2 separate regions of the Mus musculus genome follow, and region 2 is linked to region 1. Evidence: chromatin contacts called from public promoter capture Hi-C data. All regions are on one chromosome and are shown on one strand. The core of a region is the stretch at or near the end of the contact, and the rest is flanking DNA. Distances in the headings are between cores, read along the strand shown. Region 1 holds the start of Cyp26c1 (cytochrome P450, family 26, subfamily c, polypeptide 1). Region 2 overlaps Gm9886 (a long non-coding RNA gene).

Region 1 (6,268 bases), core at 3,258-5,757:
ATCTGTCACCCAGGAGAATCCAGCAGAGGTTGTTTAATGCACTTAATTGAGATTAACTGAGCTTTTGCTTTAAATGACTTTAGGAAAGTCTGGCTGCAAACAGCTTCTTTGAAAGGTAAACACAGCTCTAAGAACTCCAGTTCCATATACAGGTGGCACGAGTCTTACCTGTAGCCTGGACACCCAGTAGGGTACAAAGACAAAGCAGGCGCCGATGTGATTTCCAGACAGTTTCATTTACAGTTGCGTGAAAATGCCATAAATTGTTAGGACAGCAACCACTGAAAATTTTGGCAATTCCAAAATGAAAAAAAAAAAAAAAAGAATACTATTTTGGTTGTAAAGGATACTCGTTATATTCTTAAAACGAATTTCATTATTTTATTGTAAAAAGGAAAACAATGTGAAAATGAACCAAGAAGCATATTCTTGACTTATGTGAGTGAACGTCCAAAATCCAACATGATATTCTCATCCTCTTCCTCAGCTCCTTGACCTGTTTATGGTTTGGGATTGGTCTACTTACCTGGCTGACTATGGGCAGCCGGCTTCCAAGTACCTCCGAGTGAACCCACACGCAGCCCTCACTCTTTTGGAGAAGTGAGTATGTTCTCAAAACACTTCCTTGGTTTTTATTTTGGATAGCATTTTACACAAGTTATGAAGCTCTCAGTTAAGCCAAATGTGATGGCATGTGCCAGTCCTGAGGCAGGAGGATCATGAGTTTGAGGGACCTGATGCTGTACTGAAAACAGGGAAAGGGGGGAGAGGGAAGGCAAGACTGTTTATCAGCCTCTTCTGATGAACAGACGATAAATTCCGTTCTTTCCTTTTAGAATCCTTTTGATTATATATGCGAGGAAAATGTTTTTTCTAGTGTACCCTGAAAACGTCAGGCACAGTTTGCTTTATAAATGTGTTAATGGGAGCCTGACATGTATGGCGCAGCTGTAGAAGCCTTTGTGCTTGGCCCTGAGTTCCTCCCCTCTACTGGAGAGAAGGGGAGATACGGGAATTGGAGCTACTTAAAAATAAAATAAAATAAAATAGGCCCAAGAATTGAAATGCTTTCTTCAGTGGTATCTCGAAAATTTTTTGCAGGTAGAGGAATAAGTGATTTGAAAAACTATATTGTGAAAAATGAGACTATGGTGCAGCTAAACAGTTGCTCTCATTATGTAGCAAACTTTCTCTTCACTCAGTCATATTTTGTTTAAAGCGTAACTATTAAAGTGTGCAGTTTTGTGTTATTTGATTTGAAAAGATATAAGAAGCTATTCACAATTTACATAAATCTATTTTATAATGTCATGAAATACTTACTACTGAGGCAAAACCATAACATTTTAAAATCTGTTACTGGCGTTTTCAATGCCACACAGTCCTGCTGTGGATGTGAGCTGAGCCCGTGGAGGGCATCCTGACAAAGCTCGGTGGCTCGATGTCAGGAAAGCAGCAAGTCTTGGATCCGTGTGCTAGCGCGAGATCACCACTTCTGTCTCTGAGTCTCTGTGTCACTAAGTTTGGTAGTACTGATTTCAAGCACAGGTTAATGGTGGATAATTCAGAACATGCCGAAAGAAAGGACAGACAGACTGACAGATGGATGGAAGGAAGGAATCCTAGAGGCAACAGTTTTCTTTTTCTAAGCATCCACGTTTGTGTGTTTGTAGGATGAAGGACACCAGCAAGAAGAATAACATATTCGCCCAGTTCCGGAAGAATGACCGAGACAGACAGAAGCTGATAGAGACAGTGGTGAGACAGCTCAGAGGCTTGGTGACTGGTATGTCCCAGCACACGTAGACCAGACCCATGCCTGAGTGCTTCTCTGTGGCCAGCACTGGTCGTGAGACAATAACTTGTTTACAGAAGCCAAAAACTGTAGTAGAGGAAAGACACTGATGAGGGCTTAAACAAGCAATGGCGGCAAACATCATTTGTATGGATTTTTAAATGACTGATTACTATTTTATATATAAAAATATAACAACTTTTTTCAATTTTAGAAGAAAAGTCAAAAGTGTAATATATAATCCCAATAAATTGTGTACAAAACTGATTGCAAATATTAGAAAAAACATGTCTCTGCTTGCATTTTTTTCTCCTATTTAAGCTTGAAGGAGTTTCTGTTTGTGTGGGTTATAGTTTGGGATGCAGCCACTGCTGATAAGGAAAATACTGCTGTTATTAGACTTTTAGCTTCTAGCTTCACCTCAGTGTGGCTTACATGGATGGCCCAGGAGTATCAGTTCTGCAGGGTCTGAGAGAGGAAGCACAGAGATCTTGAAAGTTCCTGAAGTCAGGCTCAGGTCTTCAGGACAGTAAATTATTTGTTCTACTTAGATAGCTTAATCATTCTGAAAATGAAGGAGGAGGTTAGGATTCGTAAAGATGAAGTGTTGTTTTGTTCATTGAAGTTAATATTTCTGTCTGTACCTTTTGTAGCTGACCCCATTTTTTTTAAAGTTTTAGTTTGGTTTAAGTTAAAGAGAAGGCGGCAGTGAAAGGGGCTGATCTGTCAGGTGTAGCCTGTCCCTGTTAGACATGTTCTTCCTACAGAATGAAATCACGACAGGGTTCAGGTCAACGCTATTCAGAGAAGATCTCAGTGCTGTGGAAACAAACTGGATCAACTGGACTCTGAAAACCCACCCAGCACGTGTACATTTTCCTTTGGGTAAATCACAGTGACACAAATGTGTAAACCTGACCTCTGTTTTCTCGACATTGTAATCATGCTGAAGTACACCCTTTGCATATTCCGGATTTATGCTTGTAAGATGACCTGACTCTGTAAAATAAGTGTGAAGAGCTATGCTCACATGTCTGGATTTTGTGATAAAATATTAAAAAGGTCGTGAGTTGTTGAAGATGCTCTTTCAGCTATTCGGAGATTCTCATTTCAAGCAGCCTGTTAGTCCCTAATTATATGAATGGGCATGACGCAAAACAAAACCTACTTGTTCTCTTGACAAAATACTCAAAGTATTTCGCAGTTTTAAATCATTACACAAAGAAATACAATAATTCTTAAGATACAGTACATTCTGGATATCAGGAACTGTGCTCTGAAGCTCTGAAGACTTTGGAGTGCTGCTGTTCCATGCACTCTGGGTATTTGGGAACACCCCTGGCTTTGGCTCAGGCATCTGGGGATTTGGAAAGAGGAACCTCCATATTTCCTGGAGCAGACACCCCTTGGGCTCCTCTATGCTCTTTCCAAAATAACAGGCACCCCCCTCGCGCTCTGCACCTCCCCCACCCTCACCTCTAGATTGTGTTAGCTAGCTGGTAGGCGGAAAGGCTTTGCAGCCCAGAGTGGGGCACAAAGCCCAAGATGCAAGCTGGAAGGCCCGGGGAGGGGGCAGGATCCAGCAGACTCCAGAGATGGGCAGTGAAAAAGAAGCCAGAAATTGACTTGGTCCTAAGACCAGAGCCGCACCCAGGCTACAGGCTTCTGGAGTGCTTTGGGTGCCTCCCCTCCCCCGGGAAGCTTGGAAGCAGTGAAATTACCATCTCCTGGAGGATCCCTTAAAGTGGGAGTTTGGAGAACTAGGAGCCATCAGAGGGTCGGGGAACTGGATCCCAGCCAGCCTTCTGAAGCGCTAGTGTCACAAGCCACTTTCCCTGAGAGAGACTGAGCAAAGGGGCGCAATCCCCGCCTTTAGACCTTAATGTGGTGAACAGTAGAGGTTTGGGGTGGGGTGGGGGTACTCAAGGAGGGGGGAATCTGAGAGCCAGGCACTCGCAGGATGTCTCCTTCACGTGGGCTTCTCACGCTGGCACTCTGGCGGTGCTAGGTGCTCGCACCGGAGAATGGAAATCAAGTGCTAAACTGCAGGCTCCGCACAAGGATGTGCATGGGGGCTCAGCCCTCCCCCCCCCCCGCCCCCCAGCTCCCGCCCAGATGCCACTCCCTATTTGGATGTCGGTGAACCGGCCACTGCCCACTGCTTCCAATCATTACTCTGAGTGGGACTCTTTAAATATCCGTAGACACGTCATGTTGTATGACCCAGTCCGTAGGGAGGGAGGCAATATCTATATAAACTTGTCGGAGGGTGGGCGGAGAAGGGTTAACGGAGGGAAGGAGGGAAGGCAGTGGGCAGGGGTCTGCTGCCCTGCAGCAACAGTGGCTGGCAGTGCCTGGTGAATTGTTTCTCCCAGCCTCTATCTAGGAGCGCTGAGCCCAGAAGGTGGGAGCATTCCAGAGGAAAATGGCCCAATTTGGATGCGGTGACTCTTTTTTAACGGACATCCGGAGAAATGCCCTGAGTCTTCAGCCTCAAGGAAGGCACATTCTCTAATTGCTCAGGGTTAGTACTGCCTCCCACTGAACGTCTTGTTTTAAGAGTGGTAGCTTTGAATTTAATATTATCTCTGGCTTGGCCCCTAATCCTGGGCCTTTTCTGGACTGTGCAGGTGAGGTGAGCTCTGCAATAGTTCTTGAGCCCCCTGCCTTCCCAGTGGCCTAGCTCACCCCTCTCAACCCTGCATTCTCGCCATGATTTCCTGGGGGCTGAGCTGTTTGTCCGTGCTGGGGGCTGCCGGCACCACTCTCCTGTGTGCGGGTCTGCTGCTCGGCCTGGCCCAACAACTCTGGACCCTCCGCTGGACTCTGAGCCGGGATTGGGCCTCCACCTTGCCCCTACCCAAGGGCTCCATGGGCTGGCCATTCTTCGGTGAAACGCTGCACTGGTTGGTACAGGTGAGTGGTTTTATCATAAAGCAATGCCCCTTTCCTGCATCTTCCATCATGCACTCTTGGTTCTCAGTGCATCTCATAAGATTCCTTACCAAATATTCCGGGGATTTCGAAAACCCGACTTGCCTAGCTGTTCTGTTCTTTCTAAGAGACCCCATGTCACCGAGTTTTACGCTCATTTTAAACTCTTTTGATTACAACTGGGGCTGTAAAGCAGGGGCATAGGGAGGGGTTTGAGGGATGTGGTACCCATATCTTGCAAGCATAGACTAAAAAGCCAAGCCACATTTCAGCCATGCATCCTTGGGCACTCAGATTTCCTGTGTACGCCTTATCTCACCTCATCAGTGGGCTTCTCACCTCACCAGTGGGCTTCTACAATCCCATCGAGTAGCTAAGAGGCCGGTTGGAGATCTTGTTTTGTAACTAATGTGACAGCCTAGGACTAGAGAGTTGTAGAGACTAGTAGAGGACTAGGAAGAGGCAGTTGGGATGTCTGGGACAGATCTCCAGCCCTGCAGACCCAGAGACCCTTCAAGCTCCGCCTTGTTTGCAGGGCTCTCGTTTCCACAGTTCCCGCCGCGAGCGCTACGGGACAGTGTTTAAGACGCACCTTCTGGGCAGGCCAGTGATCCGGGTGAGCGGCGCTGAGAACGTGCGCACCATCCTGCTGGGCGAGCACCGCCTGGTGCGTAGCCAGTGGCCACAGAGTGCGCATATTCTACTAGGGTCACACACACTACTTGGCGCGGTTGGTGAGCCCCATCGGCAACGGCGTAAGGTGAGAAAACCAAAGCACCTTAAAAGATCCATGGACCCTGGGTTCCTGCAGTGAGCCAGGCCAGGGCCTGGCGTTCCACATATATTGTGCACTTGACCAGGGTTCCGGCCTAAGGAACGGGTGGCCCGGAATAAGTCTCCTTACATTTCTGGGTTTTGAATTGTAAAGCCAAGTCAAGGCTAACAAGTCCTTGATTTCAGATCTTATGTCACTTGCCAGCAGCTTTGGGGATTCAGATTTAAGAGGGTTCAGGGAAGGCTGTGGAGCAGCTAGCAGCATTTGGAGCCTAGTGGATGGGAGGGACTCTGTACATCAAAGTGGTATAGAAACCACGCCAACAAGTTTAGACCTGTGCGGTTCAGAAGAGGAAGAAGGGACTGGACTTCGCCTTCAGGCTGCGGAGTCGCACAGCACAAGAGGCCAGCCTTCCCTGCGCTGATCCGCGCGCTCCCTACAGGTCCTGGCGCGCGTGTTCAGCCGCTCCTCTCTGGAGCAATTCGTGCCACGGTTGCAGGGGGCGCTGCGGCGAGAGGTGCGCTCCTGGTGCGCCGCCCAACGACCGGTGGCTGTTTACCAGGCGGCCAAAGCACTCACCTTCCGCATGGCCGCGCGCATCCTGCTGGGTCTGCAGCTGGACGAAGCGCGATGCACCGAGCTGGCCCATACCTTTGAACAGCTGGTGGAGAACCTCTTCTCACTGCCCTTGGACGTACCGTTCAGCGGCCTGCGCAAGGTAATGCCGCCCCAGACCTTAGCCCAAGGCTCCAGAGGGTCCAGAT
Region 2 (5,972 bases), core at 2,494-4,993, 640 kb after region 1:
CAATCACCACCTTCAGTTAGCATCGGCTTCCCAATCTGGGCATCCACAGCATCATAGAAGCCTTATGTCATCAGAGCTAACAGAGCATGGGCCAAAGAGATGGCTCAGTGGGTACAGAACTTGCTGCCAAGCCTGGTGGCCTGAATTCAGTCCCCAGGACCCACATGGTGGAAGGAGAGAGTTGATTCCACAAGTTGTCCTCTCATTTCTACACACATATGTATCTCCTCCCATATGCACATAAATAATGCAATTTTTACAAAGTTCCTTAAAAGGGTACCAAAAGTTAACTAAGGAAATATATATATATATTCTTAGGGTCCAAACTATACACATTGGACCTGTAACAAGGGGATTTTCATTCTCTCTCTCTCTCTCTCTCTCTCTCTCCCTCTCTCCTCTCTCTCCTCTCTCTCGGTTTGGGAATCATCCTTGCTTTTTTCTTCTTTTTTAATTATTTTATCTATTTACATTTCAAATGTTGTCCCCCTTCCTGGATCCTCTCTCAGCAAACCCTCCTCCCCACCCCTCCTCTCCTTTGCTTCTAAGACGGTGCTCACCACCCACCCACTTCCTCCTCATCCCCCTTCACTGGGGCAACAAGTATGTACAGGACCAAGCATGTCCACTCCCATTAATGCCAGATAAAGCAGTCCTTTGCAATATATGTATCGGGAGCCATGGACTCACACCCATGTATACTCTTTGGTGGTGGTATAGTCCCTGGGAGCTCTGAGGTGAGTCTGTTTAGTTGATATTGTTGTTCTCCCTATGGGGTTGCAATTCCCTTCAGCTCCTTCAGTCCTTCCCCTAACTCTTTCACTGGGGCTCAGTCCAGTGCTTGGCTGTGAGTATCTGCATCTGTCTTAGGTGCTGGCAGAACCTCCCAGAGGACAGCCATACCAGGCTCCTGTCTTCCATTTTTCTTTTGCAATGTTCTCTAGTGGATTCTGAAGTCTTGGTTTGGGAAGGTTCCCCCAAAGTTCTGGGCTGAAATGTCATCCAGAGTGTGATGTCCAAGTTGCTTTGGGCTTCTTCTTCTTCTTCTTCTTCTTCTTCTTCTTCTTCTTCTTCTTCTTCTTCTTCTTCTTCTTCTTCTTCTTCTTCTTCCTTCTTCTTCTTCCTTCTTCCTTCTTCTTCTTCTTCTTCTTCTTCTTCTTCTTCTTCTCCTCCTCCTCCTCCTCCTCCTCCTCCTCCTCCTCCTCCTCCTCCTCCTCCTCCTCCTTCTTTTTTTTAATAAAATATTTTAACTTGATCAGGACTGTCCTCATGTCTTTTCCAATTTGGAAAAAGTCTGTAGCTCTCTGTTGTAGAGGGTTTGGGGCAGGGTGGGGAAAGGGGAAGAAACTTAGAGGTTTGGAAGACAGTGAAGACGTGGCCAGATTCTGCGGAATAACTTGTTGAGATGTTCGAGATGAGGCTATGGAGCTTGCCAGTTTCCTCTCGCTTGGCTTTGCCTGGTTAGGGATCTGCAGGCAGCATTTGGTATGTTGGTGTTTGACAGGTGTGGCATTTTACTCACCAAATGGGAAGCATTTTTAGCACAGAATCACCAAAGTTTAGAGGGGAAAAAAGACTAGTATTTGGAATAGCATATGAATAAGCAGATACACTATGTTAAAAGACCAAATAGAAAAAGCTCTCTCAACAAAATGCTCATGTTCACCTTCATTTGTACCACAAAGCCAGAAATTTTGAGTATTTCCTAAAAGGAGATACATATGTGTGTAGAAGATGACAACTTGTGGAATCAATTCTCTCCTTCCACCGTGTGGGTCCTGGGAACTGAACTCAGGCCATCGGGCTTGGCAGCAAGTATCTGTACCCACTGAGCCATCTCTTTGGCCCATGCTCTATTAGCTCTGATGACATAAGGCTTCTATGATTCTGTGGATGGCCAGATTAGGAAGCTGATGTTAATTGAAGGCAGGGATTGAAAGAAAAGCTCCACTCTTCTTTCCTGCAGCTTGGTTTAAGATTTAAAAAAAAAAAGACTAGATATCTTCAGGAAAGCTAAGTTTAGAAGAAGCAAGTCTGAACTATGAGGAAGCCCTGAAGTTTTCATCTCAAGGCAAGGAGAAGGCAGCCACGCTGCCCTTTCCAAGGAAAGAGTCATCTGAAACAGGAGCTCACCAGCAGAAGAGAAAGTGGCTCCTTTTCCACATCAGCATCACTCTAAATTTATTTCCTAAAATGCAGTTTTCCATTTAATGCAGTGACTTCTGGCTCATGCCCATCTTTAATGGTCTCGCCACCTGCAGAGAATAGACTGAAAGTGTTGATGATGGAGATAAATTCTGAGAATGACTTTTGCCTGAGCGTTTGCCAATATGTAGGAAATGTGCTAAATAGATTTCACACATTTAATCACTTAATTATTGCAGTGATGTGTTTATCGCCCCTACTGTCCAAAGAAAGAAATGAAGATTCCAGACCTAGGGACACAAAACACAGCAAAAATGATGCACTTACTAACTTCAGGGGGCACAAGTCATGAAAGCATCACGTAACTTTTACTTCCTATGAATCTTTCCCTAGAAGATACTGCAGAGTGTTCCCCACCAAAACGAGAGAATAGACTGTCAAAGAAAGGGATGTGGGATCGGGATTTGAAAACAGAATTTAAGGCAGACGAGAAGGCAGTTCTAAGATTTCCTTTTTAAAGTTTCTGTTTGTTTGTATCCATGCACATGTACATGTGTGGAGGTTAGAGGACAACTTGGAGCAATCGGTTGGCTCCTTCCACCGTGTAGGTCCTAGGATTGAACTCACCTTGTTAGGTTTGGCAGCAAGCACCTTTATTTCCTGAGCCAACTTGTTGACCCTCATTCTGAAATGTCTATGCAGTCGGCAACAAAATGACCAGAAGGTAAAGGTGTATAGAAGCTTCCTGGGACGATGGGAGGGGGGGTCCCCAGGGTTAAAATGAAGTGAGAAGTTATTGATAACGTATTGTTGCTATTGAGCTTGAGGAGGGTTTGAGAATCAGTTATCAGATTCACCGAAAACTAAATAAGTACCAATGCAATTATTAGCTTCCGGGGAACAAGTCACGAAAGCAGAAAAACCGACTAATGTTTAGCAGGGACTAATATTTATATATTTGCAGTGATCTGAATACAGAATCTATGTGTGTGTTTGTGTTTACATATGTGAGTGTGAGCATATGTTTACATGTATGTATGTGTGCATGAGTGTACCTGCGTACATGCCTGCTTGTGTGTGCATGTGGGGGGCGGGGGACAGCAGAGGGCAATGCCATGTGTCCTCAATTCTCTGTTACTGCTTGAGACAGAGTCTCTCACTGACTGACCAATGAGCACAGGGGATTCTCCTGTCTCTGCCTCTTCAGCACTGGGTCCCAGGTTTGACAGCAGGACTGTCAAAGCTGGGTTTTCTTCTTGCGCTTATGTAGCAAACACATTACCAATTGAACCATTGCCCCAGCCCCTAAGTGTAATTCTTTAAATTTAACAATTACAAAACTTAACTTGAAGCCAGCATTATGAAACACTTACTCCCAGCTAATGTAACTGCTCCAATAGTTTAACCCAATCTGTTTTTTCATTCACCTATGTCGCTCTTATTGTCAACGTATCTGTTAGGCTGGAGAGCTTACATTCATTCCCTGAGGTCACAAAGCTTGAATGCAAGCTTAAGCAGCCCGTACTCTGGGGACTGCTGTCCCTGCTGTCATGGCCTCTATCACTGGTCCTGGGCCTAGGGAGGGAAATGGGAAGGGCCCTGGGAGATAGCGCTGAGAAATTTAAATCTCCACCCATTCTAATAATAAGTCAACAACTGCGTATCCAGGACAGATAACGTAAGGAATTTCAGCCCTTGCACACTACCCCAATTAGAATACAGAAGTAGGTATCATTAGAAACACAAAACAGCTGAAAGTCTCTGTTTCAGGAGACTGGAGAGGGGTGGGGAAGGGCTCCTGCTATTACTGGAATTGCTTTGTCTTTTTTTTTTTTTATGGTTGTAGAGACAGCTTTTCTCTATGTAGGACTAGTACACAGAACTCTGTAGTCCAGGCTGCCCTCAAACCCAGAGACCCTCCTGTCTCTGCCTCCCAAGTGCGGGGATTAAAGACATGCATCACCCCCAGCACTTTGTTTAATATTTAAAGGGACTTTCTTTTTAAAATATATTGTATACATTTATTTATCATGTACGTGTGTGTGTGTGTGTGTGTGTGTGTGTGTGAAAACACCTATCAAGAGTCCATTCTTTCCTTCTACCATGTAGGTCCTTAGGATTGAACTCAGGTCAGCAGGCTTGGCAGCAAATACCTTTATGCACTGAATCATCTTGCTGGCCCTCATGTGACCTTCATATAACACTTGAATAGCTTTTTCAGTGGGAAGTTTTCCTCATAAAGGAAAGGCAATAATAAGTCCCCTCCCCTTCCAGCTCAGCTATCTTGTGGAGACCATTGTTGGCTTGATGGTGGTTTTGCTGCCTCATATACCTATATTGAGGTCAGTATGCCAGTGTCCTGGCAGTCATTGATGACTGAGCCAGATGTGCACTGCTATGCTTACACTTGGGAGCAGCACACAGACCCCTTATAACAGATCTATCAACTAAAAGGGCTTACAGCATCTACCTAGAAGTACACTCCTAGTCACACCTACATCCTTGAATATTATGAAATGAAATTTGGTATTATTGATCATAAATAACCCAGGACTTTGAACTATCTAAATTCAGTCCCCTTTATTTCCAGCATTTCATAGTTAGCAACTTCTAAATCTTCTTCTCTCCCGGGGAGAAAGTTTAAAGGGCAACCTAGGAGTAGAGAGATGGCTCAGCAGTTAAGGGCACCTGGAGTCAGATCCCAGCACCCACAGCAGGTGGTTGCCTGTAGGATGGAACTCTAGTTCCAGCAGTGAAACTGATGCCTTATTCTGGCCTCCACAGCACCCCCCCCACATACATGGTGTACATAAACTCACATACATACACATAAAAATAAGAATTTGTAAGGGGACAGTGACCTAATGCTGATATTGGAGATGTCTACATTCTCAGCTACTTTGTCACGAATGCTACGGCAAGTGAGTCATAGCAGTAACAATTATTAGTACACCAGAGCAAGCAGCTTTGTCCTTAAAAGGCCCTTGAGTTGGAACAACCGCAATATGTGGTACAAGATGAAAAGATACCACTGCCTGACAACAAATCGAATAAGAACCAGATCATAGTTGATGATCTCAGACATCTTTCTGACTGTACTTTCGGGTTCTTCCCAGAAACAAACCATTAGCTGTTATGATAAATGCCAGAATCATTCATCCAGGCACGAGAGATAACGTCTACCTAGAAGCTTCAATATGGCTTCAAGCCATGGATCTTCACTGTAGGAGAGTCTGGTACCTGTTAAAGGGTTCTGAAGAAGGAGCGTTGAGCAGCATGACTCATAGCTTTTGGGAGGTGGGAGGAGGGGAGAGGGACATGGCTCAAGAAGAATAGATCTACATGTCCACCAGAGAGCTGCCAGCAGAACTGGCATGCTCATGTAGCTTCAATGACTATGTATGGTAATTGTGGACATCTACACTCCAGGAAACAAAGATGAGAAAAGATTTAGGCAAGGGAGTTTTGGAAAGACAATGTTGTCCCAGAGAGTAATTAGAGGATCTATTCTGGTGAGTCCAAAAACAGCGTCCCAGGCTACCTAGAAGGATGACTGACTAGCTTTGCTGAATGATAAGGATGGTTGTAGGAGACAGAGGCAGAGTAGGGAAGACATGGCAATGTGTCGCAGTTCATGCCATGCAAGCCTGTGGCAGAGGTAAGGACAGACATCAGATGACGGTTAGCACCTTCAAAGACCCACCTCTGGTGACCTTCCATCAGCTAGGTCCTGACTCCTAAAGCCTGACCATCTGGTGACCAAGCATTCAAAACACCAGCCCGTGAGGAAACATTTCAGAGTCAAACCAGAACAACTCATAAGGACT

Evidence for each region. Promoter capture Hi-C pulls out the DNA fragments that hold promoters and counts their contacts.
Region 2: a contact with region 1 is called in a promoter capture Hi-C map of embryonic stem cells, with 2.3 times the contacts expected there. A contact is called at or near these places in 5 of 39 promoter capture datasets (embryonic stem cells, liver, pre-B cells and 1 more) and 1 of 130 datasets of targeted methods (embryonic forebrain).

Annotation. Positions count from the first base shown.
Region 1 is chr19:37,681,173-37,687,440 of GRCm38.p6, forward strand. It overlaps Cyp26c1 (cytochrome P450, family 26, subfamily c, polypeptide 1), which reads left to right and starts at 4,508. Exons shown (of 6, transcript NM_001105201.1): 1 at 4,508-4,711; 2 at 5,265-5,489; 3 at 5,947-6,222. The coding sequence starts at 4,508. It overlaps Gm32342 (a long non-coding RNA gene), which reads right to left. Exons shown (of 3, transcript XR_003952929.1): 3 at 1-281. Exoc6 (exocyst complex component 6) reads left to right here. Exons shown (of 22, transcript NM_175353.2): 21 at 488-600; 22 at 1,674-2,081. The coding sequence ends at 1,806.
Region 2 is chr19:38,317,023-38,322,994 of GRCm38.p6, forward strand. The region is part of intron 2 of Gm9886 (a long non-coding RNA gene); the gene reads right to left. Among named protein-coding and RNA genes, the nearest start is that of Gm9886, 7.3 kb to the right of the region's middle.